Regions from separate parts of the Cricetulus griseus genome. Here region 1 is linked to region 2. Evidence: chromatin contacts called from public Micro-C data. All regions are on one chromosome and are shown on one strand. The core of a region is the stretch at or near the end of the contact, and the rest is flanking DNA. Distances in the headings are between cores, read along the strand shown.

What was found. A called contact is a pair of places that touch in the nucleus more often than the background predicts.
Region 1: a Micro-C map of the CHO-K1 cell line shows a contact between it and region 2, with 2.0 times the contacts expected there. The contact joins the promoter of Iffo2 here to the enhancer-like site in region 2. A contact is called at or near these places in 3 of 8 Hi-C or Micro-C datasets (the CHO-K1 cell line and the CHO-S cell line).

What each region holds. Positions count from the first base shown.
Region 1 is chr2:13,706,716-13,711,507 of CriGri-PICRH-1.0, reverse strand. It overlaps Iffo2 (intermediate filament family orphan 2), which reads left to right and starts at 2,749. Exons shown (of 8, transcript XM_027399867.2): 1 at 2,749-3,690. The coding sequence starts at 3,041. LOC103161918 (a long non-coding RNA gene) reads right to left here and starts at 2,542. Exons shown (of 3, transcript XR_003482077.2): 1 at 2,344-2,542; 2 at 1,485-1,581.
Region 2 is chr2:13,670,146-13,675,272 of CriGri-PICRH-1.0, reverse strand. It overlaps Iffo2 (intermediate filament family orphan 2), which reads left to right. Exons shown (of 8, transcript XM_027399867.2): 4 at 385-524; 5 at 4,786-4,906; 6 at 5,020-5,112. Among named protein-coding and RNA genes, the nearest start is that of Aldh4a1, 11 kb to the right of the region's middle. Within about 2 kb of position 3,717, at least 1 of the 6 cell types and tissues checked has open chromatin away from gene starts, as enhancers often do. A contact at or near this core is called in the CHO-K1 cell line, where this site is marked.

The DNA of each region.
Region 1 (4,792 bases), core at 1,500-3,999, 37 kb before region 2:
ACAAAAACCATATCATTTTTTTTTGCATTCTGACAAAATTCATGCAATGGAAAGAGTTTTAAAAATGCAAATCACTGAAGTATTCAAAAAGCAAATTCACATCATGATATTTTTTATTTCTTTTCTTTTTAAAATTTATTTTTCTATGCACTGGTGTTTTGCCTTGCACGTCTGTATGAGGCTGTTGGATGCTGGAGTTATAGACTGTTGTGAGGTACCATGTTGTACTGGGAATTGAACCTGGATCCTCTGGAAGAGTAGTCAGTGCTATTAACTGCTGAGCCACATCTCCAGCCCCTATATATTTATTTCTTTATTAGCACATTAAATAATGGAATGGGGCTTGAGAGATGGCTCAGTGGGTAAAGCCCTGCTGAACAAGTGTGAGGTCCTGAGTTCAGATCCCCGGGACTCACATAAGACTGGATGCAGTGGCAAGCAGCATCTGTAATCCCAGTTCTCCTACAATGAGACAGGAGGAGACAGGAGAGCCCCAGAACCTCCAGGGCGAGCTAGCCTGGCACACAGAGTGAGTGTCTGACAAGAGATACTGTCTCAAGTAAGGTGGAGGTGAGGACCAACATCTGAAGTTGTGAAGTTGTGGTAGGTGTATGCTTGTACACTATACAACACAACACACACACACACACACACACACACACACACACACACACACACGCGCGCGCGCGCGCGCGCGCGCGCATGCACGTGCACAAGCACACACACACATGACTTGGTAAAAATGAGATTTAGGGCTCAAGATGTGGCTTGCTTAGCAATTGGGATGCTCTGATCTCTATCCCAAATGCTACAAAAAAAAACGAGCAAACATATATAGCAGTAAGCCCAATACGGCTTTCAGAATGCTGGCAGCTTAGGTCTCAGGATATTTACAGCACCTATCATACGGGCATATCTGATTTCTATGGGTGATAGGATGGTGAGGGCTTCATTCAGAATCAAAGGGAGTGCTGAGTAGTTTTCAAAAGACCAGTGGCCATAAAAGTGGAACTTGGTCCATCCCAGTGTCACAGCCCCCTCAGAATTCTTTTCTCAGTCCACATGGGAGCCCAAGAGTCCCCACTTCTAGGCAAAGGGTCCTTGATTCTTTGGGGTGGATAAGGGAAGCATTAAAGGCCATGAGATCTAAGAGTTCAGAACAGTGGCCAGGTAGGGTTGGGTTCAGAGGAGAAAGACTGCCAGAAGGGAATGTCAGAGCTCAGAGATGAGTCCATTTGCCATGGAGCATGGAGCTGGGAAGTGAGGGAAGACAACATGACCAAACCTGAAACACAGCAGTAGCATCTGAGGCATAGCACCAGCCCAGAGCAAGCTACTGTCTTCTCTGTCCCCAAGGCACTGTCCCCATAAGACAGGGTACCTGCTCACAAGCTTACACAAACAAGACAAATGCACAAGTTAGTAACAAGACAGAAGGGCAATGAAAAGCAGAAAAGATGTGGCTGAAAGAATCTGCAACATACCACATATCTGGTTAAGGGCTGACGGTGTGAGCCACAGGCATTCAAGGGTGGTGTCCCTCCGCTGTGAAGTTTGTGGTAACCATCAAAGGCCAGCAACCTGGAAGGCAGGTTAGAGCATGCTTTGAGATGCTGGTGACTGCTCAGGTCTCAGTGACCTCTGTAAAGTGAGGATAATACTTAAGTAGTCACCTACTGTATGCTAACGCTTGCAATGGGTGCAGGAAGTGTTTGGAGATTGCAGGAGACACTGACTTTAGGGTGGTAGGTGTGAATACATCTGAATGAGTGAATGAATGAATAAATGGATGAATGAATGAACAGATGGATAGGTATGTTCTCTAAATAGGTGTTTCTCCACACTGCAGCAGGCAGCTGGGAGAAATGATGGATAGACCCTCAGCTCTGGGCTCAGCTACATCATGGCAGCCTGTGAGAATGTGGTGGTGGGAGGTGGCTAGTCAGGGCTGAGGGCAGGGGGCAGGCAGGCTGGGATGGTCATTGCTTGCTCTTCCCTGGCCTACTTCGCGTCCCTGAATCTCGGTTTGCTAGTAGACCAGCGGACGACCTAAGCCACCGGAGGCCGGAGTAAGGGAATTGTCAAGCATGTATCTTCGCACGCTATGGTTGATGCCGGACCTTTGCAGGCCACACTCACCCGCATGCGTGAGAATCTGGGGCAGGGGAATTTGGGGCACGGAGGGAGGGACGGCGGGAGGAAGTGGCAGACTCGGTGGGAGAGGGCTCCCCAGAAGGGGAAGTGAGCGGATCCAGACCGCTAGCCTCTTTAATTAAGAGGCTGCAGCTCCCGGCTCTGCCGCGCTCCCCGCTGCAGTTTCGTATGCAGACTGCGTTAGATTACCTGAACCCCACTAGGCCTGCAGCGCCGCACGCCGGCGAGGGCTTTCCGGGTCGTTGCTGGGCGGAGCCTGAGCTGCAGCAGCCGAAAGGCTCCTCGCAGACAAGTGGCGCAGCTTGTGGGTGGGCGGAGTCCGAGGGCCTGTGGGCGTGGCCAGGGCTGCAGGGCCTGAGCGCCGAGTCTCAGCGGGTGAAATCGCTGCATTGGGTGGACGGGGCGTGGCCTATGCCCGCAGAGGGCGGTCCAGACAGGGGGGCTTGGCCTTCGCCTATAGAGGGAGGGTCGGGAGGGGCGTGGCCTTTGCCTGCGGAGGTCGGCCAGGCAGGGGGTGTGGTCTGTGTCTGCAGAGGGCGGGCTCTGAGGGGCGTGGTTTGTGCCTGCAGAGGGCGGGGCCCGACGCAGAGGGGGCAGCCCCGGCCGAGAGTCCTCTGCGCGCCGCTACTGCGGCCGGTCCATAGCAGCTGTGACAGTCGCGGCGCAGGCACGGAGCCCCTCGTCAACCCCACGCAGCCACAGCGACCTCCGGCTCGTCCCGCTCTCTCTTCCGGCGCTGCGGAGCTGCATCTGGCGTGCACTTGGCACCACCCCGTCCGCGCTGGAGCCCGCGCCCGCCCTGGCCCGGCCACGCCGGGAGCCCGGCCCCGAGCTGGAACCCCATCTGGAGCCGCGGGCCCGGGGCCCTGAGCCGCGCAGCCGGCGCATGGTCAACTCGCTGCTGTTCGGGGAGATGGCCTTGGCTTTCGGCTGCCCGCCGGGGGGCGGCGGCTGCGCAGGCGGTGGCGGTGGCGGTGGCGCCGGGCCGGGGCCCTCGCCCGTAACGGCGGCACTGCGGGACGATCTGGGCTCCAATATCCACCTCCTCAAGGGGCTCAACGTGCGCTTCCGCTGCTTCTTGGCCAAGGTGCATGAGCTGGAGCGGCGCAACCGGCTTCTGGAGAAGCAGCTGGAGCAGCAGCAGAGCGAACGCGAGCGGCGACTGCGCTACAAGACCTTCTCCCGGGAGCAGGCCGTGCAGACCGGGCCCGAACTGCTGCGGCCGCCGGCTGCGGGCGGCGGGCAGGCCCTCGGCGCGGCCATCGGCGTCAACGCCAACGCGATGGCCCTGGGCGGCCTGCCTCCCGGCGGCGGCTCGCATCCGCAGCACTACGGCCGCTTGCCCGGGACCATCTGGAGCTACACGCAGGTGCGGCGCACGGGCGGCGGCGGCGTGGAGACAGTGCAGGGCCCCGGCGTGTCGTGGGTACACCCGGACGGCGTGGGCGTGCAGATTGACACCATCACGCCAGAGATCCGCGCACTCTACAACGTGCTGGCCAAGGTGAAGCGCGAGCGTGACGAGTACAAACGGAGGTGAGTGGGTGCGCGCCCCTCCTCCGCCGCTCTCGGGTGGGCCGCGGGGCCTGACAGGTGGGCTGCGAGCTGCCGGGAGGACTCGGTCATCTGAATCCGCGAGCGCAGGGCTCGCGCGGATTACCTGGGCGCCGACCCCCGGGGGCCAAGCACATTGTTTCCCAGGGACGTAATAACCAGCGGACTTGTGGTGATCTCATTCTGTCCACATGACAATGCGGTGTGAGGCAGCCTCGTCCCCATATTGCAGATAAGGAAACTGAGGAGAGGTGCTAAGTGACTTGCCCAAGGCGACTTGGCTAATCTGTGGTGAAAGTCAAGATTTGATCCATTGATGGGAGTCCTGGCTGGTGTGTCTCCCAGGCTTGGTATTTCTCCAGAGATGTTAGTGGTAGATTCCCTTCCCACAGCAGGTGTAAAGAAAAACTCTCAACTAGTACATTGTCATTTTTTTTTTTTGTCCTTGAATTTAATGAGCTCAAGTGAGAAGATGGATGTATCTGTCCCTAGGGTCCCAAAGTTGGCTGTCTTGTTCCAGGTCTGTAAGGCCCAGATCCCTGAGCTGCAGAATCAGAACCAGCCACCAGCCTTTAAGAAAAAAGTCATCCTTTCTTCCTGTTCTCCCAAGTCTCAAGGTTTATTGAGGTCCCCCAGGGGAGAGACACCCATGGGTTAGAATATTGATTGGGTGGACCCAGATGATGGGTCCAGCTGGAGGTCAGAGGCAGGCTGCTTGCAAGATGGCCAGTATGCTCCTTGAAGTCCAGATTCCCTTTCTGCAATACTGGCACTGCTTTCTGCCTGCAGCCTGGCCAACAATACTGTCTGCTCAGCTTTCTGACACAGGGAGGGAGAGAGAGAGAAAGAGAGAGGGTCTGTGTGTGTAGGTCTCAGGTCTGCATGGGGGAGGGGCCCTCTGGTCTTCAGCTCCTATCTCGGGCCTGTGTAACTCTGCTTTTGTTGTCCTGACTCTTAAGGGAGTGGGGCCATTACTTCTGTTCCTACAGTCTCCCTGGAAGCTGGGCCCACTTTCTTACCCTCTGCTGAGGTCTACTGACCGGGACTAGCTCCCATCACCTGCAGGATAGATTGCTTGCTCCTC
Region 2 (5,127 bases), core at 2,468-4,967:
GACCTTTGTCAGGGTTTCTTGGTTTCTCTGGCTGGCTTTGAGACATCCCAGGTGATGGTACCATGGTCTGGCCTACCATTGTTCCAAATCATGGGCCTGCTTTTCTGGCGATGGGCGAGCCGAGCTGGCCCAATCACTAGGCCTCCCGCGGCAGGACTTGGTCACTGTGTCTGTGTTCTCCACCCTGCATGCCTCATGCCTCACGCTTCCTGCTAACACTGCCTGCTTCTTAGAGGACCTATGCAGAGCTCCCTGCCATGGTGGCTGGCCCCAGCCATACTCCATTTACTCCTTGGGACACTGGTTCCCTTCCAGGCTCACCACCCCCACTCTCCACCTCAGCTAAGCACCCCAGTTACCTTGGTCTCTTCCTTCCCTATCCAGGTGGTCCCAAAGAAGAAAGATCGTAAGGTTGCTTCGGATGATGACATCTCTGAGCAGGACGGGGAGGTGAATCGGTTCTCAGATGAGGAGGTTGGCTCTATGAACATCACAGATGAGATGAAGCGCATGTTTAACCAGCTGTGAGTTCCGAGGTTGCCCAGCAAGGGACATAAAAGAGCCCTGGATGTGATGTGTTCTGGAAGAGTTTGGATTCTCTCTCTGTGTGTGTGTGTGTGTGTGTGTGTGTGTGTGTGTGTGTGTGTGTGTGTGTGCTAGTGTGTGCTAGTGTGTGCTAGTGTGGGTGCATGAAGATCAATCTTGGTGCCAGAGATCAATCTTGGGTGTCATTTCTCAGGTGCTGCCCACCTTGTTTCTTTGAGGCAGGGTCTCTCATTGGCATGGGACTCACTGGTTAAAGTGAGTTGGCTGGACAGGGAGCCTCAGGGATCAGCTGTCTCTTCTTCCCTAGTACTGGGATGACAAATTCATACCACCAGACCAGGCTAGCCCCAGATTCATAGATCCGCCTGCCTCTGCTTCCTGAGTGTTTGGGATGAAAGATGTTGCACCACGACTGCTCGGCTCCATGCTTGGCTTTTTAACATACATTCTTGGGATTGAACTCAGGTCCTCATGTTTGCACTGCAAGCACTTTACCCACTAAGCAATCTTTCTAGCCCCTGGATTCATTTCTTAAAAAGAGTTTAAATTTTTTTTAATTTAAAAAATGTACTTATTTTTAAATTTTATATCATTATTTATTTTTATGGTATGAATGTTTTGGCTGCATGCATGTCTGTGTGATGGTATTGGATCCCCTGGAACTGGAGTTACAGACAGTTCTGAGTTGCTATGTGGGTGCTGGGAAATGAACCCAGGTCCTTTGGAAGAGCAGCAGGTGCTCTTAACCATGGAACCATCCCTCCAGCCCTGCTGGATTCTTTTTTAAACAGAGTTTGGGAAACTTCCTGTTTTAAGCCTCTCTTTGGAGGCTCAAGGCCAGATATCACATGGCACCATCCGTGGCTGGGTATCTAGTGCCTCCCATATTTGGGAAGTGTGCCCATGATCCTTTACCCGGGCTTGTAGAACATACCCTACCCAGAGAGGTGTAGGGAGAGGATTGCTTCAACTAGGATTGTCCTTCCTTGCACAAGGGATAAAAAGGCAGGGCTATCCCATCTCTTCCCTCTTCATGTGTAGTCTGCCTGATGACCTCATGCATCTAGGAGGGGCCAGTAGTGTGACATCACCTCAGCGCTCTATCCCCAACCATGCATTACAGGCCCACTCTTCCAGTCTTTCTACGTGGGCTGCTGTGTTGACCCGCCCATGGTTCATGGGAAGAACCTTGATAGTCACCAAGTACCCTCCATGAAATGACACTTGGCTGACTCCAGACTTTCACCAAGCAGACAGCATCATTATTAACCTATTAAAGGCTCTGAGGGGGCTCAGCAGGACACGGCAGAATTGGAACTCAGAGTAACCTGCCACTCCCTAGCATTCCCTCCCCAGGAGATGCCAGCTGAGTGGCAGAGTCTGGCATGAGTAGACAGAGAGCCAAGTGGTAGGTACCAGCCTTTGGGAGCCGTGTGTGTGTGTGTGTGTGTGTGTGTGTGTGTGTGTGTGTGTGTGTGTGTGTTGTTTGTGTGCAGGCTCAGTGATGTCACATTGGTTACTTAGACTTCGTTATTATAAGAAATCTATTCATTCAGGACTCCCCTACGAAACCCTACAGAGAACTGGGCACCAGGATCCATTGAATATATTGCACTGTGGCCTTGGCCTATTTGGTGTTTTCTTCTGAACCCTGATCCATTTTTAACTCTAATCCATACAGTACCCCAAGGTGGGATTGGGAGAAGGCACTGGGTGAGTCAAGGGCAGGACTGGGAACCCCATGCTCTTGGGTACCTGGATCCTGAAAGCTCAGCTCTGCCACAGCTGGCACCATCCAAAGATCAGGCCACCAGCCCCTTGACCTCCATATGAGGGAAGTACTTCAGGACCACAGAGTAGGAAGAGCCAAGCCCACTTAGAGGGTTCAGTCCTCTGTTCCCTTAGCCTCTTCCTGCTTGTAAGAGATGTTCATCTTCTCTCTGCTGTGTCACCGTTCCTGGCTGCTCCCTCTTTGGTTTCGATAGGTACTTAGCACCAGCCGGGTGGAGTTGGGAGTTCTCACCTGACACCTGATACTCTCCCTTCAAACGGAACCAAGACAACCCTGGACATTTGCTATTGATAATGCCAAGGACACCCCTTGACTCTTGGTTCATCTTTCAACTTGAGTCTCCCTCCAGATCTCATGCTCTCACCTTCTACTAACAAGAGGGTGTCCCCCAACCCCCACCTTTTTTTTTTTTTTTTTTCCTTTTTTGAGATAGGGGCTCGTGTAGCCCTGGCTAGCCTCAAGCTTGCTATGAAGTCTAGAATGACCTTGAACTTCTGCTCTTCCTGCCACCCCTTGAATACTAGGACCCATGCCTGACTTGGGCAGTGCCGGGAATCAAACCCAGGGCCTCCCATGCGTGACAGGCAATCACTCTCAACTGAGCTGCAGCTCTAGGCTTTTGAAAAGAAATGTGGTTGGGTATGGGTTTTGCTCTGGGAATTCCTGAGTCTAAGTCACTATTGGATGCTCAGAAACCCAGATCGCCTTCATTTTGTTGACTAAAAGAGCTCCTCAGAAGGAATCAGTTGTCTGAAGTATTTCATGGAGCCTCTAGGAATCGCTAGGCTGGTCAGAAGTGAGGTGCAGTGCAGAGGTGCCCATCCAGAGAGCTGAGTTGGGGTGCCTTCACGAGGGCTCCTTCTTGTGTGTGGAAAATGCGTTCAGCTGTGAGTAGTGATCCCTCATGTGGTGGGCACTGGAGTGTTGACAGGGTTCAGTGTCTAATTAGATTTGTCTGGCTTATAGTTGCCTAAATTTAAATAAATAAATAAATAAATAAATAAAATTCCTTGATCGCCCCTATGCCTATCCTGTTGCTCTGGCTGGTTTTTCCTTTCTCATCTGGTATCTCCGTGAGCCCGTGGCCCAGCCCCGTGGTTACTCCTACCCCCACGGGCCCCAGCCACTTCTAGTGAGGCTTTTGAATGACACACCCGTGTCAGAACTCTGTTTTGTTTTGATCCAAATCAGTGGCTTGGGATCAGTGGCTTGGGCTTCAGACCAAGGCTGAGAAAGGAATTTCAACCGTCTTCCGAAGTCCCAGGGAGGGGTGGGGGCTCTTTCCGTCTCTGCTGCCATCCATCTTCCTGTCCCTTCTGGCTAGCCATGCTTCTGCGGGCCTTCAGGTCTCAGGCGCTGGAAAGGAAGTGAAGTCAGTGGTGGACTATGTGATGTGCTAATGGGTGGACCCCAGGGGCTCAGAATCGCCTCCTTCTCCATAGCCAACCCCAAGCTTATTTCCTGACTCACGGGCGCCATCTACACGCTTCTACAAGAATTGCTGTTGGGCGAGGAACCAGCCTGGTTTAGCTCTAGGGAGCGCTGTGGGGAGTTTTTTAAAATCAGAATTCCATCTGTGTCACTGCCGGTTGGTCCCCAAATAATAACTTTGTTGAATGATGTAGAGCTCAACATGGAGTGGGGGTGGCCATCCTTCTTTTGATCAGAAGTATGTCTAAAGCGGGGCGGGGGGGGGCATCTGAGAAGTTTGTTTGTTTGTTTGTTTGTTTGTTTTGTTTTGTTTTGTTTTTGAGACAGTGTTTTTCTGTGTAGCTTCGGAGCCTGTTCTGGAACTCGCTCTGTAGACCAGGCCTCGAACTCACAGAGATCCACCTGCCTCTGCCTCCCAAGTACCGTCCGGCTCTGAGGAGATTTTTAAAAAAAGATTTATTGTATTTATGTGTATGAGTGTTTTGCCTGTGCACCATGCGTGTGTAGTGCCTGTAGAGTCCATAAAAGGGTGTCGGGGCCCCAGAACCAGTGTTAACAGACAGTTTTCCACCACCATGTGGGTACTGGGAATTATTTCTAGTCCTCTACGAGAGCAGTAAGTGCTGTTCATTACCTAGCCATCTCTGTAGCCCTGGGGAGGGTGGGTGGATTGTTGACACAAGGTTTTATACCATAGTTCAAGCTGATTGGAACTCAGCCCAGGCTGGCCTTGAATTTGATCCTCATATCTCGTCCTCCTGAATTCTGGGACCATAGACATGCCTCACACTACTTTTGACCTGAAACCAGACCTCTAATTGTACAGAAACATTCACGTTTTGAAAGACTAAAACTCTTTTTTGGATAAGACAATTGGCTTTGGCTACCACCCCATCTTGGTTGAGAGCCACCTCACGGGTGCATACACACTGGGGAAGGTGCCCCTTTCTGTCCTCTCTGTATGTGCCCCAGGAGCCTGGCTTCTGTTAAGTCATGCCCTCTGATGTCACCCACAGGCGGGAGACCTTTGATTTTGATGATGACTGTGACAGCCTGACCTGGGAAGAGAATGAAGACACCCTGCTGCTGTGGGAGGATTTTACCAACTGTAACCCGACCATTGACCTGCAGGGCGAGGTGAGCCCAAGACCTGCCTTCTCTGCGGGGTGCCTCTTTCCCATGATCCTTCAGTTTTGCCCTTTTCATGCAGCTCGTGCTCCCCAAATAAACTGTCCCCCCTATCTCTCCAGCAAGAAGAAAACTTGGGCAACTTGATCCATGAGACTGAATCCTTCTTCAAGACGAGAGACAAGGAGTACCAGGAGACGATAGGCCAGATCGAGGTAAGAGCTTGGGCC